Regions from separate parts of the Muntiacus reevesi genome. Here all the other regions are linked to region 2. A link is a contact called in public Hi-C data. All regions are on one chromosome and are shown on one strand. The core of a region is the stretch at or near the end of the contact, and the rest is flanking DNA. Distances in the headings are between cores, read along the strand shown. Region 1 holds the start of TMEM255A (transmembrane protein 255A). Region 2 holds the start of LAMP2 (lysosomal associated membrane protein 2). Region 3 holds the start of ZBTB33 (zinc finger and BTB domain containing 33).

Region 1 (3,530 bases), core at 223-2,722, 140 kb after region 2:
AGTTTTATACTTGATCTGGGTGTGTTTTGAGGGTACACATGGAGAGAGGGTTGTAGCAGTCATCAGGGGGAGGTGGTCGGAAGGAGGCCTGCAAGCAGAGCCCGGGAGCTCTCACTGGGGCAGAATTAATGCCTTCAAACCATTGATTCACCCACTGCTCTCCCCTCCGTCACCTTTCACCTCCCTTGGCCACCAGGCAGATGTCTCAAGGCACACCAAGGAGACCTCCTCTTGTTCTGCCATTTGGGAGACGTCAGAACCATCCTCTGGGCCAACAACAGAGTGATTCCAGTCCAAGAGCCTGGGGGGGTCCGGAAGGACAGGCTGGGGGAGGACCTGGTTGTTCTCCAAGAGCAGGGACCTTCCTACTGCATCCCGTTTTCCCTCGGCAATCCACAGAGGGTCTGTCAGTCATGACTTTCTCACTCTTGGCGAAGTTACTTGTGTTTTCACCCTGTTGCACCTTTCTAGGCTAATGAATTCTTTAGGTTTTCAACGTGCTATACACAATAGCATTTCTCTACTAGCTGTCTTAGCAGGAAGAGCACTGACCTGGGAATCCAACCAACCTAGGTTCACATTCCACCTCTGTCACTGACTAGCTGAGTGAATACAGGAATTTTTCATCCCTTCTCTGAGAGTCAGTTTCTCCATCTGTAAAATGGAGCTATTGATACCTCCTCTTCCTGCCTTGCATGGCTGCTGTGATGAGAAAATGAGATCATTGACCTAAAAGAACCTTAAACAAAAGCACAAATTCAGGTGCTGATGCAGAGTCATATTTGCTTTTGCTTAATCTACATCTAGCTTTTAGGGGGCCGTTGGTTCTAGAATTCTCAGAGTTGGTGAATAAGGCTGTGATCCCTTGCTCCATCTCTGCATAATTTTATACACTCTAGTCGCATCCCTTCCCAGCCTTTATCTTTCTAGACTGAAGAGTCTGCATTTGTTTAATCTATCTTCATATGGCAACCCCCTCCACCCTCCCCCATCCCCTTGATTATAGAGTGGCCCTTCTCTGGATCATCTCCAGCTCCATTATGTCATTCTGGAAGCACTAAGACCAAACCTGCACAAATGTGCGTGTGTGTGTGTGTGTGTGTGTGTGTGTGTTCTCAGCTCTGAACCTCTTACTCTGCCCCCTCCCCAACTGTAAATCCTAGAACAGGATGCTAGCCCAAGACCCTCTCTCCAAAGTACAGAGAAGGCCACTCGGCCCCAGGCTGTAGCCTCCCCCTCTTTCTCTACGCAGTCCCGGCCCCAAGGGGCTAAAACGGCTCCCTGTCTGGCTTGGGAGGCTGGGAGGTGGATAACTAGGATGGGGGGGGCGAGGGGGAGGGAGGAGAGGGGTCTTGCGCAAGCGCACGTCGCTGCTCGGACCGCCAATGCTGCTGCCTCCCGGAGCAGAGGGAGGCAGGAGAGGAGGGAGGGAGAAGAGGGGAAGGGAGGGGGAGGAGGCTCTTGGGCTGCAGCTTGCAACCGAGGCAGTCTCTTCTCAGCTCTCCGGAGGGACGGGGAGCGGCAGCCGCGGAGTAGGATGCTCTGCGGGGCGCCCTGAGCCGGGGGCTCCTGAAGCAGCTTCGGGGTCCGGGGCCACAGGGCAGTTCTCACCATGCATCAGTCCCTGACTCAGCAGCGGTCCAGCGACATGTCCCTGCCGGATTCCATGGGTAAGTCTAGCTCAGGGCGGCGGCGGCCAGGAGTGAGTACGCTGCCCCCTGGACCGCGAGCGCCCGGGCCGCCCCGGGGAGCCAGCGGGCGGGAAGCGGGGCGAGGGAGGGGGGTCCGTGCGCCCCAGCATCGGGGTCGCGGACCCGAGCCCCAGGGGAGCGGCGCGGCGGGGGCGGGGGCGACGCGCGGAGCTGCGAGCGCCCAGCTTGCGTCGGAGTATCCCTTACCGGAGTGCGGGTGTGCGCGTGTTCGTGTGCGTGTACCGACAGACTTGCAGCCGGCGGTAAATCTCAGCTGTCTGGGGGATCAAAACACTTCCCTGCAACCTGCGCCTTCGCTTTCCATTCGACGCTCCCTCTTTGCAAAGTCCCCGTCACTTCTAAGAGCTCACCACTAAAGATAATTAGAAGAAACAGGGTCCTCGCCCCCTCCCAACTCAGTCGAAGCTGCCCTGAAATTCAGAGCTGCAGTGGGGGGAAGCCTGACTTGCACCTCGCTGATGGGGGGGTTTGCGCAACCCTGGGGGATGGGCGGCAGGAGGGGGGTAAGAAGAAACGGGGCGGGGGGCTGGCAGGAGGGGAATTCCTTAGGAATCTCTCAAGACAGCACAGCTCGGCAGTCTGCAGCGTTAGGATCAACATTCCTTGAATTTGATTCCTATTTTGTTCCTAGTGCACGGAGTGTGCGTTGTTTGTAAAAAAAAAAGGGGGAGGGGGGGAGAACGAGTGAAAGCGCAAGAAAGAGCGAGCGCGAGCCCGCGTATCTTCTGAAGTCTCGCTTTTCCTCTCCGGGTGGAAGGGAGGGGGAGGGGGGGATCCACTAGCCTGATTTTGTTCAACACCTTTTCTCATGAAAAGTGGGGGACAGCTGCCTCCAGGCATAAACTTGGCTGCTCCTCGAAGCCGCTTTTAGGTAGTTACAAACAAACAAAAACCCCCGTCCCCCCTCAGCTGTTAGGCACCTACCCAAGACCTATGATTTCACTGGGCGGAGAAATTAATTTGGAGCCCAGGAGAGCGGGAGGGGATCGTCAAGCCACGATTCCACCTAATCTTCACATTCGCCTCGGATACATTTGAACCACATCGAATCCCCGCTTTCCAACATACTTTACATTCTGCAAAATCCCTCTGTCCCGAATTCTGGCCATCCAGCCTGCTCAGGTCTTCTCCAAAGAATTTGCGGGAACATCGAGGGGAGGGGGCAGGGAGAGGATTGAACTCCCTACGTAAGCTCCCTACTGCCTGCAAAAGACTCCGTCTCAACAGAATTCGTTCACCCGAGGGGCCCCAGATCTCTTGGATGGTGGAAAGATCCGTTTTTTAATGGTTTTGCCTATTCAGTACAAGAATTTGCTTTTTTAAAAAATTATTTTTAAGGGTGTAGTTATTTGCAACGTGGTACAAATAAGGCCAAGGACTCGGATCCGAATCCAGAACACAGCAGTACCAGACTCTCCCCACTCCCCAGGTCTCTCTACCCCCACTCCCCACCCTCAACGCGCGCGCGTGCGCGCGCGCGCATACACACACACACACACACACACACACACACACACACACACACAAGCGCACACGCACACAGAATGCACTCCTCACCTTGGCCAGCTGTGGCGCCAACGCAGCCCTGGCTCCTCGACGCCCGGCTGGTGCGCGGGCGAGGGCTAGATGACAGAGTGCGAGGTTCCGGCTGCGCGCATTCCCGCAGCGACCACAACCACCTGCAAAGCCGGCCGCCCGTGCCAGCCCCTCTGCCAGTGCGGGCAGTGGGCAGGTTAGGGACCCCAGGTTAGAGCGTTGCTCTTGGGCACCCTATTAGGCAACCGGGATGAAGAGAGTTCTTTCTTGGGCTCCCCAGGG
Region 2 (3,267 bases), core at 737-3,236:
GTACAATTGGTTAAGCGGAATACTTGACTCACTGGGACACTTTATTTTCTTATATTTTACACAAATGAGCATTTACTTTCATAGAATCCTAGACTTGTAAAGCTGGGACTACCTGACGGTCCATCTCTGGCCCATCAATACTGTCTTAGGGAGTTCTAAGAAAAATACAGTGCCCAGGCCCCAGGCCTTATCTACTGAATCAGAGAATCTCAAGGGGTGGGACCAAGGGGCATCACTAGTTTTTAAGCCCTACAAGTGATCCCAAGAGTGCAGCCAGCGCTGAGAAACAGCTCTAGTCACACGTTCTATTTTATGGATGTAGAAGCTTAAAGAGATGAAATGAAGGTCATGGTGTCAGTCAGAGCTATCTCATGCCCAACTCTTCTGAAAGTCCGCCCAGTGTTCTTTCCACTATGCTCTTTTATCTCTTCTTAGCATTTCACTGAACATGAAATTTAGGCAGTTTATAGTTGAGGGAGAAGGGACAGAGTCCCTTTATTGAGGATTGAGCGGGGATGGGGTGGGGGGGGCAGTATGCTTCCCTGGAGGTCCAGGAGTTAAGATTCTATGCTTCCAAAAAAAAAAAAAAAAAAAAGCTGGTTGGGGAACTAAGATCCTGCATGCCATGCAGCACAGCCAAAATAAAAAAATAAAAATAATTGGGGGGAGGGCTCACTTCTGAGCGCTCAACTCAGCTGCAGGTTCTCCAGGACAGAGCTACTTCCTAGCCTTATCAATGCGGCAGTCAGTTTCACTCATGACAGAACACATTCAGTGTTCTCACTTTCAGGAATTCATCACATTCAAGCGAAGGACAGTAGGGGAACAGATCTTATAATATTGGAGCAGGGGTGGGTGTTAGGGTGAGAAGTCACAGGTCCTACTTAAGAAATAGTAAAAACTACCAACTTCCTCAGGAAAATACACATATGTAAATCTTGCCTGTAATGTTGGGGGATTCACAGACACCTATCCCCCACCCCTAGTTCATCCATTGGAACCAGATTAAGATCTCCTGGGACTAGATGATTTTGAAGCTCTATTTTCTGGTATTCGAAATGTAGTCTGGGAACCATAGGAATCAGAGTCACTTGGAGTTCTTGTTAAAACAAAAGAACTGATTCCTAGGAGTGCCACAGACCTACTGTTTCAGAATCTCTGGGGAATGAGGTGAGGATTCTGCATGTTATTAAAAATCCCCAGATGACACTTTTGGAAACTAACATTTGAGAATCAATGTTTTGTCCCAATTTGAGATCTTTATAGTTTTTGAATGCTTTCATTTGTTGAAGAGTTTAGGTTTCATCTGTTCAATTGTCAACTGTACCAAATAATGTGTTTAGCGTGAATTCTAATTAAAGAATATTTACATGTGTATAGGTAGAGGAAAAACAGCTTGTTGGATGGACAGGTAGATAATGGTGTCTCTTTCTGTGTACTAGGAATATGGATGATCCTTTCTTCCCTTGTCCTTCTATTTCTCTCTTCCTCATTTTCTTTCTTTCTATATTTAAACAAGACTCTTCCTCTTTTTGAGTTCAGTTTCCCCATCTGAAAAACAGGGTGTTGTAACTAGGTGAACTTCAAGGCCTGCTCTGGCGTTCACTGACTCCATATCACCCTCTAGCTCCCTTGTCCTTTTAATGACATGAACTGCATGGGCAACAGTGTTTGGAGAATAATCATGTTTTATTTCTGTAGGTATGACGTTGCAATACCTAGCAACCATTTTTACTCCAGCAAAAGTATTCTCAAGGAGTCGGAACTGAAATAATCTATACTATCTACACCCCCCCACCCCCAAAAAGTTCGTCTCTCTTTAAAAACCTCAGAAAGGGCCGTCCGCGCGCATCTCTTAGGAGCATAAAAATGACTGTGAACCAAAAAGCCAGGGCGTGGTCACCCCGCCCGCTGGGCCCAAGCATCACCACCCCTAGGGCCGCTTTCAAGCGCGCAGATTGGCTGAAGGCAAGAAAGAGTCCCGCCCCTGGTCTTATGACCCGCGCTGGAAGCGCCGAGTCCTGGCTTTTGCAGCGTTGTGGTCGGTGGTCAGCGGCATTCCTGTCAGGGTTCCGCGAGCCTTTTCCCTGCTGTCGCTGCTCTTGTCGCCGCCGCCCGCTCTGTGGGATCATGGTGTGCTTCCGCCTCGCCCCGGTTCCGGGCTCTGGGTTCGTTCTCCTCTGCCTCGTCCTGGGTGAGTTGTCGGGCCCTTCTGCTTAGTCCCCGATCCTGGGCCCGGGGCTCCCAGTTCAGAGGCCGTAACCTGAAAGACTGGTCCTGAGGGGAGGGGGCTGAGAGGCTGAACGACAGACACTGGGCGTTGGCGCTTGGCCCGAGGTGATGAGCAGTGACCTAGCGAAGAAGGCCCGACCGAGGGATGGCGAGGGAAAAGGGCCCGTGAGAATAAAAAGGAGCAAGGGGTGGGGGTGGACGCCGAGGGAGTAGGTAGGGAAGAGTGAGGAGTGGAGCACTGCGGGCGGAAAGAGTAACTTGGGGGAGATGCTAAGGAGAGGTGAGCGTGGGAGAGCGGTACGTGCGGATTCTGGGGTGGCACGGACGATTAAGAGTCCTGGTCCTAGGATCAAGGAAGAGTTTTGAAGATGGTGGGACCCTGTGGGGCGGGAGAGAAAATTGAGAGCGGAAGGGGACTGCCTGCGTGGAGAAGAGCTCGGGTTAAGGGGGGCGGGGGACAAAGAGGGGGAGATTCTGAGGGGCAGTAAGAGGCTTGGTGGGGTAGGAGTTTAACGCTGTGGAGGAAGGGTGATTAAAGAGATGATAAATTGAGGTTTGGCACTTGGAGTGTCGATGGGGAAGCTAAGGTAGCTGGGGCAATTTCCAGACGAGAAAACTTGTGCCCAACCTCCGGAGACTAAAAGGGATGAATACAAACTTCGATGGGGAGTGAATATCTGACTTGGAGGTGCTGAGGACATAATTGTTTTTTTTTTTTTTTTAAACTAGTTTTGTTACTTCCTTCCAGTTAGACCGATTAAAAAAAAGTCCCCCGATATTGAGGTTTTGGGAGTGGTGTATCTGAATCTTGTATACTGCCACTTTGCGTTCAGAAGCTCCTTTTCTTCTCTCTCACACAACTGGCCTATTACCGCCTGGTTTTCGGAGGAGAAGGAGGGCAGGTGATTTTCTAAGGATCGGGTTTTTACTAGGTCCTAAGGATGACTGGCTGACTGCTGGCGCTGAGAGCGCCCCGCGCCCCACCCCCACCCCCACCCCTCGACCCGCAAGCTTTAGGTCCCCGAGGCCTTTAAA
Region 3 (3,447 bases), core at 3-2,502, 200 kb after region 2:
CAGGATCAGCACAAATCGGTCTGAACCCATCCCAACCCCAGATCCGCGACCTGACCGTGGAAAAGCCATTCTGCACGCCCGTGAGGCAAATCCTTGACCGAGGGCAGGTGACGTTGGAAAAGAGAGACGCCACCCGCGAGAGTGAAACAACCTACACGCGGCTTCCACAACGCGGCAGCTGAACCCCATCTCCCTCTGTCCACTCCCTCTTCCCCATTCGCACCCGGCTGGCTGCAACCGAGTTTTTCAACCAGGATTCACGTGGAAAAGCAGTTTCTTGCAAATACAGATGGAAGGCCGGCCAGCACGGTCAGGGCGGGGGTAGTCGGGCGAGGCGGCCGGCCAGAGAAAGTAGAAGGTGGCGAAGCGGAGGGTGGGGTGTTGGGAGGGGATGTGGCCAAGCAGGCGGCATTGTTATGCCCTGGGAAGGGGAGGATGGGCCTGGCCGAAAAGCTCTAAATCAAAGTCGGGGTGAGGAGGGGGAACTGGCGCAAAAAGGCAGGCGAGGGCCGTGGAAAACGCCGAGTGGTTCTCCGCGGTGGGCTCCCCAAGCTCCGGGCCTACCCCGGGCCCTGACGGCCCCTGACGGCGGAGGGGACCGCGCTGCGGCCCTCCCGGTTCGTCCCCTCCTTCGCTCCCGAGCCCACACAAAGAAAAGGGCCGGAGGAGCGGAGCCTCCGACTCCGCCGCTTCCTGGTTCAAGTGAGGAGAAAGCGAAGGCAGGCGCGGCCCAGAGACGGAGGAAGCCGGCGCGCTCCCTCGCCCCCTCCCGGGTCGCAGCCGGTTCCTCACCTGCTTCCCGGCGCCGCCGCTTCTCGTCGTCGGCCCGCGCGGAAGGGTGGGAATCCTCCAACAGTCAGAAGCCGGACTCTGCGGCGATTCGGCTCCTTCTTTAAACGTCGCTCCAGTCTTGGTCAACGTCGACGCGGCTACCGCCTCCCGCCGCCACCGCTGCCACCGCTGCCTCACGCGGCCGACAGAGGGCACCGCGCGGGGGCGAGACGCCGAAGACGAAGGAGCCCTCCTCTTCCGAGCGCCGTTCGGCTCTTTCCGGAGAGGTCCGAGCGCTAGGCCGTCCCACTTCGGCGCCCCGCTCCGCCTTCGACTCCTTCCGCAAGGGGTGGAGGAAGACTGGGAAGCGCCGGGAGCGCTCGGCCCCTTCCGGAGGGCGAAAGGGTGAGAAAACGGAAAGATGGGGCAACGCGGCAATAACGGTTGGGATGCGAGGGATACTAGTCCCTTTTCTCTACGTTCGTGTAAGCTTCCAGGGCGTAAAAACTTCGAGAGACTAATAAGGTTTCATTTCTTTTGAAAGTTCGAGACTGCCCTATTTAATAGCCTGTTAGGCGCTAAACCAATCCTAAAGGAAATCAGTCCTGAATACTCACTGGAAGGTCTGATGCTCAAGCTGAAGCTCCAATACTTTGGCCACCTGGTGCGAAGAACTGACTCATTGGAAAAGACTCTGATGCTGGGAAAGATTGAAGGCGGGAGGAGAACCGGATGAGAGAGGATGAAATGGTTGGACTCGATGGACACTGACTCGATGGACACGAGTTTGAGCAAGCTCCGGGAGTTGGTGATGGACAGGGAAGCCTGGCGTACTGCAGTCCATGGGGTTGCAAAGAGTCGGACACGACTGAGTGACTGAACTGAACTGAAACCACCTTGACAAATAATCAGAATGAATATAATCAATTATTATATTGTAATCATTGTAATGAATGAAAGTATGTAAGTAATGAATCAAGTCATGATTTATAATTCCAGTTGTAGGATAACAAGCACATTCTAACACCTGCTTTGAAGAAATCAGTTTTTGGGTAAGTACTATCTTCTCAACTGAATACTAAATGATACAATATTGTTAATTCCTTCATTGCAACTTCTCTTTTCTGACCACCTGTTTGATCTGTACCAAATCTTATGTTAGACTGTGTGGAATACAAAATGAATGAGCCAAGGTCTCTACCTTTTCAAAGAGCTCAGTAGATAGGTATACAAACATCGACAAAATACAGAACACAGAGAAGGAACTAGCAAACTGAATTAGAGCTGCATCTTGAAAGATAAATAGTAACACTTGCATTGTGTGTATTTATTACTTTTATTTACATAGCACTTCCTGCACAGAGGGCTTTACTGTCCACAGATAGTAGGTGTTCAATAATTGTTAAGTGAATGAATACATGAATGAGTTGTGGTAATTTGAAAAACTCCTCTGGTAATCCACTTCTGACTGAGTATATGATGAATGAAGTGACAGGATGGGTGTTTGAAGAGTCAAATATTTCCCTTCAGGCTGGTTATTGATCATATTCAACTAAGGAACCAAAATAGTAGCATTTTCTTCAACAATTAGAGCCATTCACTATGTTCATTTTCTTTTTAAAAAAAAAAAATATATATACAGGATAATAATTGCATCAGTTTCCAAAAACTTGAATTAGCACTTATTTACCATTCAGTTGGAATCCTTCCACTTCCTTCCTACAAAAATCCTGAAGAAAATGTCCATCAGGATATTCCAGAATAAAAACAGATTTACTAACTATATTTAATTTTCTTCAACATAAAAGCAGACAAGGATGTCATCATCTATTGACCTCTAATCTATTCTACATTCTCAATAAAGTCAAGTCACATAGTAAAATATCAAAGTAGTGTAATGCAGCTGTATTTTCACATGGAGATAGGAACTCCATACGAAATTCCCTAGATGTTTCTCCAAGGTTTTGTATTGTAAAAAAAAAAAAAAAAAAACTATGTGGGAATCACTGCATTATTAATATAAACACATTTCATGGAAAATAGAAGTGTGCTGTTGTAAAAGAAATTAAGACAGATGGTAATGTTTTCCTGGCAACTGAGCACTTAACAAAATTACTCAGAACATTAATGATCATTTTTCTGAGTCATCCTCTCACAAAATTTAGTAGCAAAAAAATATTTAGGAAATAGGACAAAGTACATCTTGAAAGTTTAGGATATATTTATCTTTCAGTAGCTTTGTTGACAAAAACTAAAACAAGATATTTCTTTGAAATATAGATCATAGTAACTGCCACTCTTGATATCAAATAGGTGTTGGTTACCTCTCAGTAAACTGTAAGATGCAATATAATTTCTTTTACATCAGCACCAACAGCTGATGTAAAACACCAAGACCTCCAACCGAATTGCCTAGCCTTTATCCCCTTCCTGAAAGGGCTTTAAAAGTGTGGAACCCCAGCTGAGGTATGATGAAGGCCTGTTACTTCAAAGTGTAGAAACCTGCCTCTTCCCTTCTGTCCACGTGGCTCACTCCCTAACTCAGCAAAAACTAAGCTAAAATTAAGAAACTGCCTATAACCCCCACACCTAAGGTCAATTAATCTACGACATAAGAGGCAAGAATATACAATGGAGAAAAGACAGTCTCTTCAACAAGTGGTGCTGGGAAAGCTT

The links. Hi-C and Micro-C count contacts between places; a contact is called where the count stands out from the background.
Region 1: a contact with region 2 is called in a Hi-C map of blood, with 3 times the contacts expected there. The contact joins the promoter of TMEM255A here to the promoter of LAMP2 in region 2. A contact is called at or near these places in 2 of 3 Hi-C or Micro-C datasets (blood and muscle).
Region 3: a contact with region 2 is called in a Hi-C map of blood, with 3 times the contacts expected there. The contact joins the promoter of ZBTB33 here to the promoter of LAMP2 in region 2. A contact is called at or near these places in 2 of 3 Hi-C or Micro-C datasets (blood and muscle).

What each region holds. Positions count from the first base shown.
Region 1 is chrX:129,890,555-129,894,084 of mMunRee1.1, forward strand. It overlaps TMEM255A (transmembrane protein 255A), which reads left to right and starts at 1,473. Exons shown (of 9, transcript XM_065915422.1): 1 at 1,473-1,670. The coding sequence starts at 1,613.
Region 2 is chrX:129,748,697-129,751,963 of mMunRee1.1, forward strand. It overlaps LAMP2 (lysosomal associated membrane protein 2), which reads left to right and starts at 1,987. Exons shown (of 9, transcript XM_065914805.1): 1 at 1,987-2,194. The coding sequence starts at 1,996.
Region 3 is chrX:129,948,355-129,951,801 of mMunRee1.1, forward strand. ZBTB33 (zinc finger and BTB domain containing 33) reads right to left here and starts at 1,253. Exons shown (of 2, transcript XM_065915421.1): 1 at 793-1,253.